2 separate regions of the Mus musculus genome follow, and region 2 is linked to region 1. The links are chromatin contacts, called in public Micro-C maps. All regions are on one chromosome and are shown on one strand. The core of a region is the stretch at or near the end of the contact, and the rest is flanking DNA. Distances in the headings are between cores, read along the strand shown.

The links. Hi-C and Micro-C count contacts between places; a contact is called where the count stands out from the background.
Region 2: a contact with region 1 is called in a Micro-C map of stem cell-derived neural progenitor cells, with 4 times the contacts expected there. The contact joins the enhancer-like site here to the promoter of F630040K05Rik in region 1. A contact is called at or near these places in 5 of 15 datasets of contacts at CTCF or cohesin (the G1E-ER4 cell line, the NIH/3T3 cell line, embryonic stem cells and 2 more), 34 of 484 Hi-C or Micro-C datasets (the AML12 cell line, B cells, the G1E-ER4 cell line and 14 more), 14 of 115 datasets of contacts at active chromatin or transcription factors (the HPC-7 cell line, astrocytes, embryonic fibroblasts and 5 more) and 4 of 9 other capture datasets (adipose tissue, embryonic stem cells, liver and 1 more).

Annotation. Positions count from the first base shown.
Region 1 is chr17:45,733,216-45,736,121 of GRCm38.p6, reverse strand. F630040K05Rik (RIKEN cDNA F630040K05 gene) reads right to left here and starts at 1,616. Exons shown (of 5, transcript NR_152153.1): 1 at 1,276-1,616. 1600014C23Rik (RIKEN cDNA 1600014C23 gene) reads left to right here and starts at 2,278. Exons shown (of 2, transcript NM_028164.1): 1 at 2,278-2,536. The coding sequence starts at 2,329.
Region 2 is chr17:45,768,276-45,771,349 of GRCm38.p6, reverse strand. The region is part of intron 2 of F630040K05Rik (RIKEN cDNA F630040K05 gene); the gene reads right to left. Among named protein-coding and RNA genes, the nearest start is that of Gm46607, 19 kb to the left of the region's middle. Within about 2 kb of position 1,314, at least 37 of the 459 cell types and tissues checked have an H3K27ac peak or open chromatin away from gene starts, as enhancers often do. A contact at or near this core is called in the G1E-ER4 cell line, the NIH/3T3 cell line, astrocytes and 3 more, where this site is marked.

The DNA.
Region 1 (2,906 bases), core at 367-2,866:
TAGCAGGTGTGTACCTGTTTATAAAGGGTTCCCCGGGAGCCTAATGAGAGACCACCAGGGGCTGAATCCTATAACCCATGAGCTGTCTTGCCAGGATCCCAGATGTAGCCCAGATGTCCACAGCAGTCCCTCCCACAGGGTGGGACACCAGCTAGTCTATGCAGCCCCTCCCAACCCTTCTTCCAAGGTCAGGGAAGGAAAGCCGGCCATCTCCAGTGCGCCTTCCCCATTTAAGATGTTGGGAGAGGCATCTCTGTCCCTCAAGCTCTTTTTCCTGCCCAAAGCCACCTGGGTTCATCCTGTTGTCTAACTTCGAACCCTCTGACAGGTTAAGTCTAAATCATCAAAAAGAAAGGCAAACTTCCTGGGGGGCAGCTGGGGGGGTGGGGAGGACAGGCCAGGGAGACCGGACTTACTAGCCCTACACAAGGAAGGATTCTCTACCCACCTCCCTGGTGGCCTCAGTCCTTGGGCAGCGCCCTCTGCTGGCCAGAAAGAAATGCAGGAAAGAACAGAGTCCTACAGATCTTTGGGAAGGTCTGAGAAGGGGGACAAGGGACAGAGAAACAAGTAAAAACGTTAAGCTGCCCTGTCACTGACCTGAGCATACATAAAGAAGCAACCCTAGATGTGAGGAAGTTGTGACCCGCTTTATATGGACCTAGGGGTTAAGCAAGCTGGCAAACAGACTTTTAACACCCCAGAAGTGGCACTTCCTGCCCTGAATAGCTCAGTTGCCCTCTGCCCCTGAAACTCTTATTCCTGCCAGAAAGCCTTTCCTGCCACCTCCTACCAGGGCAACGTGCTAGAAGGTGCAGCTATAGCCAGAACCCTAGAACCTAAGAGCTGAGAGAGAGAGGGCACCTCAAGCCAGAAACATACACACAGAGATCCAAGCCCAGATCCCTGCTACAGCAGAACTCAAGATAGAATTAGGCCCTGGCCCTGAGTCACATCTTGGCATGAGCTTGCCTGACCAAGACAGGCCAGCTTGTCCAGAGGTGAGACTTAGGTCACAACCCATCGCCCTACCTCTGATGCCAGGTATCCTTCCCCTCACGTCCCACACGTGGGGTCAGGGTGGGGCCTGGGATGGACTGGGCTGGGCTAGTGCTGAGACCAGTGAAGGGTGGAGCACTTGGAAGGCAGAGGAGGGACATCCTGGGTGAGGGAGGCTACGAGTGTCCCCAAGGACTGGTGGCTTCTGGATTATCCTCTGGTGGTTGCTTCTCTAGCCCTGGGCATCTGCACAGGACCTTCACCCGGCTGACTTACCTCCAAAGACGGCAGCTCCTGACCTTCCCGGGCCCATTAGGGCCTGAAGCAGGGCCACACTTCCATGCTGCAGCCAGAGGGCCAGGCTTGTCTGCAGCCCTCCCCGTCAAGCACATGACCCAGTGGGCTTCCTTTGTGGCCCCCTGCATTACTTAACTGATTCACTGATCCCCCTAAGTGGCCAGGTCCCTTTCAGACCCAGGCAGCCTAGGGAGACTCCTAGGGGCAGTGTTGAAGCCCAGGAGGTACAGAGATCTACCGGCTTTAATTGGAAGTAATTAGTTAATCTACTCTGAAAGCAGTGGGGGAGGGGAGGAAGCTTTGGGGAAAGAAGACTCTACACTGTCAATCTGGTGAGTCTTGGGGGACCATAACTCTCCCCTGCACACGCACTCACTTAGAAGGCCTTTCTTTTCAACCCCAAGGCAAACCCAGGCCCGGAACAGACAGGGGGCAGCTTTGTATACAACAAAGCAGGTGCCCTGGGTTTGGTGGGAATCACCTTTGAGAGCAAGCCAGGAGAAAACCAAAGAAGGGAGCTAGAGAGATGCAGGAACTCTAGGGTGAGAACTGGTTCCTCTCTGTCACCTCTGTTTGCACCCTGCCCAAGGTCACGCACGTACAGCCCTACAAGTTAGGAGCCAGTGCGCTCCCAGCCCAAAGGCTAGCTTCGCTATTTCGGCAGCGAGAAGCCATTCCCATAACGGGGAAAGGGGCGCCGGAGGACAGAGCCCTAACCAGGCCCCAGGGGGTGTGTCCTCGGCCACAACGCGACGCGGGCAGGCAGCGTGGCGGGGACTCTGGCCGACAGCCTCCCGCGCGGTCCGGAGCAGCTGACCCGCTGGCGATCGGCCAAGTTGCGGCGGGCCGGGAGGCAGCAACGTGCGGCGCGGCATGTCGCGGGCCCGGAGACAGGGAGCTGTGGGGGCGGACCGGCGCGCCGCCTCCCCCCTCCGGGCCCCGGCCCATTCATAAAACCCAAAGGCATTGCCCAGGCCTGGCAGGCTTGGACTCCTAATTGCAAACTCATTAAGGAGTTTGCATCTCATTTACATGGAAATCATTTCCTGGGCCCTCAACAGAGAACTGTCCTCTCTATCCATCAGGCATACTGTGCCCAGTTCGACCCATCTACAGAGTGGGACAGAAGGGGGCCTGTCTTTCGGCCAGTGCCCCCCTCCCCAGTCTACCCACTGGGAGTCCCGGAAAGGGGGGCGGTTGGCAGAGCACCCACCAGCAAGGAACCCTGCCTGCGCCCCAGGTGAGCTGGCTCTAACCCCAGTGGGTCCAAGTGAGGGAGGTGCCCGCCAAGTCATTTGCCCCCCGGCCTGGCCGTGCCCAGGGAAGGGAGGAGGCGGTAGGCATTGGTCCGAAGCAGCTGGTTGTACCTGGCAAGAGTAGACCTGGTGGGTGAGGCAGTTCGTGCCCAGCCTCACGTACCTCCCTGCTACAGGCCGTGCCCCCACCCCCACACCCCTTACCCCACAGAACAAGCGCTCAGTGACTCCAGACACAGACACCCAGTCACAGCGCACAAAGGCACCCACAACTGGGCCAGCCGTCATAGCCACCATCCTGGCAGCCACTCTCGATGGCACACAGATCCTTCACAAGCCATTTGTCCAGGGTTG
Region 2 (3,074 bases), core at 65-2,564, 36 kb before region 1:
AGAAACCCTGTCTCAAAACAAAAACAAAACCCTTTAACATCCTCAAGGGTGCTGAGGCAGACACATGCCTCCTCCTCCTCCTCCTCCTCCTCCTCCTCCTCCTCCTCCTCCTCCTCCTCCCCCCCTCCTCCTCCTCCTCTTCCTCCTCCTTCCTCTCTCTCTCTCTCTCTCTCTCTCTCTCTCTCTCTCTCTCTCTGTCTCTCCCATACATACACAGGCTAATAATAAAATGAATATTACTTTTAAAAGAGGAGAAACTGAACGAGTCAGGAACAGAGAGAAACAGGACTAAGCTCATGAGTCAGGAACAGAGAGAAACAGGACTACGCTCATGAGCTCAGGGCTGGCAGGGCTGATCTCTGGGTGGCGTGCATGAGTGGGTATACCCACAGAGGCCGCATGGCCTTTGTCACCCCCCACTATTCTCCTGAGACTGTCTCTCAATGAAGCTGGACCCCTCCTCTTCAAGTAGGCTGGGCAGCCAGCAAGCCCCAGAGATCCTCCAGTCTCCCCCAATATTAATCCCTGCTGCCTCTGGGCTTTCTGCAGCAGATCAGAGTACTGGATCTGAATTCAGACTCCGTGCTTGAGCAACAAGTACTCCTGCCCACAGCCCCACCTCCTCCTTTTAAAAGCTGCCATACTGTCTTTTCTTTGGCAAAGCAAGACTTCTCTGGGCTCCAGTGCCTAGTGTTCTGTCACAGCCTCTCGCTAGGCTCGCCGTGGAAACGGAGCTGCAGCTGAGGACAGCTGGATCCTGTCCCCTCTGACCCTAGAGAGAAGAAGACAAGGCTTTGGGCACAGAGCCCCTTGCCAGGCCACCTACAACCCCACAGTCTGCCTTCTTGTCCCAGTACTGCTACGGGTCATTGGAAGACCTTGTTCAGGAATGAGAGGGGAGCCAGAGTCCTAGAAGAAACAAAGAAGAGGGAAAGATCAACGGAGACCATGAAGGAAGGGCAAAGCGAGCCAAGAAAAAAAAAAAATGAACAAAAAGAGAAGGAAGGGGCTCCACTGTGGCCGTCTCCACAAAAGACATGCAAAAATGTGGCAGGAGACCCAGCTTAGATAACAGAGAAAGTCTGATGACAGCAAGGGCCCCGGGACCACAAGGAGGGAGGAGCACAAGGAGGGAGGAGCACGGGGATCAGGGAGCGTGCTAGATGAAGCCCCAGGTGTGAGTCAGGGTTCCACAGAAATGTCTGCATCTCCCTCTGCCTCTTGACACTCAACCATCCCCTGAGTGTTCCCCCCTCTATCCCTGAAGCTGGAGAAATGAAACCTTCAACTGTCCTAGAAGTTTCCCTGTGAGTCAGCACTGCTGGAACCATCTTTCTGCCTGGCCCAGGGCCTGCCCCCCAGAGTGTTGTGCTTCCTGGCGCTTCCTGGCGCTTCCTGGCGCTTCCTGGCTTTGCCTGTGTCCTTTCCTCAACCTAGAACTCTCTTCCCAGACCCAGCTTCCTCTCCACTGCTGTGATGGAAGCCTGAAGCTGACCGCTTTTCCCAGAGCAGGCACCTCCTGTGTGGATGGGAATGAATGAAGAATTCAGGGGATCTATGAGAGCCAAAGACAGCATGTTGGGGGCCTCATCTCCAGCTCAGGGAGCCCCCCCAAAAAAACAAGGGTGAATATGGGAACTACAGTGAGTACTCCTTGAGCCCCATCATGCAATAAATATGTATATTGGTCAAGGCTTTTAAGCTGATTGAATGGATATATATTAGGATCTATTAGATTGACTTTCCAGGCTGGGAGTCCCACATAGGCTGTTGGCATGCTAAAGAGGCTGAGACTCCTGAGGCTACTCAGTGCACCGGGCTAGGGGCCTCAGCAGTCTGCAGTCTGATGCTGAGGGACTGGAGGGTTCCTGGGAGCCACCAATCCATTGGAAGATGAAGCTGGGTTCCAAACGCAGGGAAAGATGTGGTGGTGGATGTGGCAGAGTAGATGTGTGCACCCACAGGGAGCAACCTCAACTGTGCTTATCTCTCAGACTCCTTTAGAGTGGAGCAGCCACTGCCTGAAAGGACCACCTACTCTAGGGAGCTCCTCTCCTTCAGCGAATCCTTCCAGGAAATGCCTTGGAACACCCACCCAGAGCCACCTCCCATCCGTCTTGGAACCTAGGTCCAATCAAGTTGAAAAAATCACTGCCCGTCTGTACCAGTTTGCAGGAGCTGCTCACCAATGCTTCGGGGAAAGATGGAGGAGGGTGGAGAGGAAGAGGGAATGGAAGAAGGAGGGAGGGGAAAGAGGGAAGAGGGTGAAAGGAGGAGGTGGGAGAGAGGAAGAAGACAAGAGGAAGAGAAGGAAGAAAGGAAAAGGGAGTGAACAGGGGGAGGGAGAAACAAGAGGGAGTTGAGCAAAAGAGAGAGAAAGGAGGGGGAGACAAGGGGAAGACAAGATTGGAGGGAGGGACCTATTGGGTCTTCTTCATCTCTGCCCCATTGCCAGGCTTAGGAGGACACAGAGTAGATGTGACATGCTAGGGAAGAAAGTTGAAATGGACTTCTTGACATCAAACCAGGCCTCCTGGGACTAGAAAGATGGCTCAGCAGTTAAGAGTGCTAACTTCTCAGACCTGAGTTCAAGTCCCAGCAAGCACATGGTGGCTCACAACCATCTGTAATGGGATCCAATGCCCTCTTCTGGTGTGTCTGAAGATAGTGACAGTGTACTCACATACATAAAATAAATAAATCTTTAAAAAAAACATGAAGAAGAGGAGGAGGAAGGAGGGGGAGGAGGGAGGAGGAAGAAGGAGGGGTAGAGGGAGGAAGGAGAAGGAGGAGGAGGAGGAGGAGGAGGAGGAGGAGAAGGAGAAGGAGAAGGAGAAGGAGAAGGAGAAGGAGAAGGAGAAGGAGAAGGAGAAGGAGAAGGAGAAGGAGAAGGAGAAGGAGAAGAAGAAGAAGAAGAAGAAGAAGAAGAAGAAGAAGAAGAAGAAGAAGAAGCAGAAGCAGCAGCAGCAGCAGCAGCAGCCGTGCCAGGCTTCTTGCAGGACCTGAGCATTCATGACAAGGCTGTCATACATCTGCCTGCAGCTCCAGTGGAGGTGCTGGAGTCAGAGAGGTAG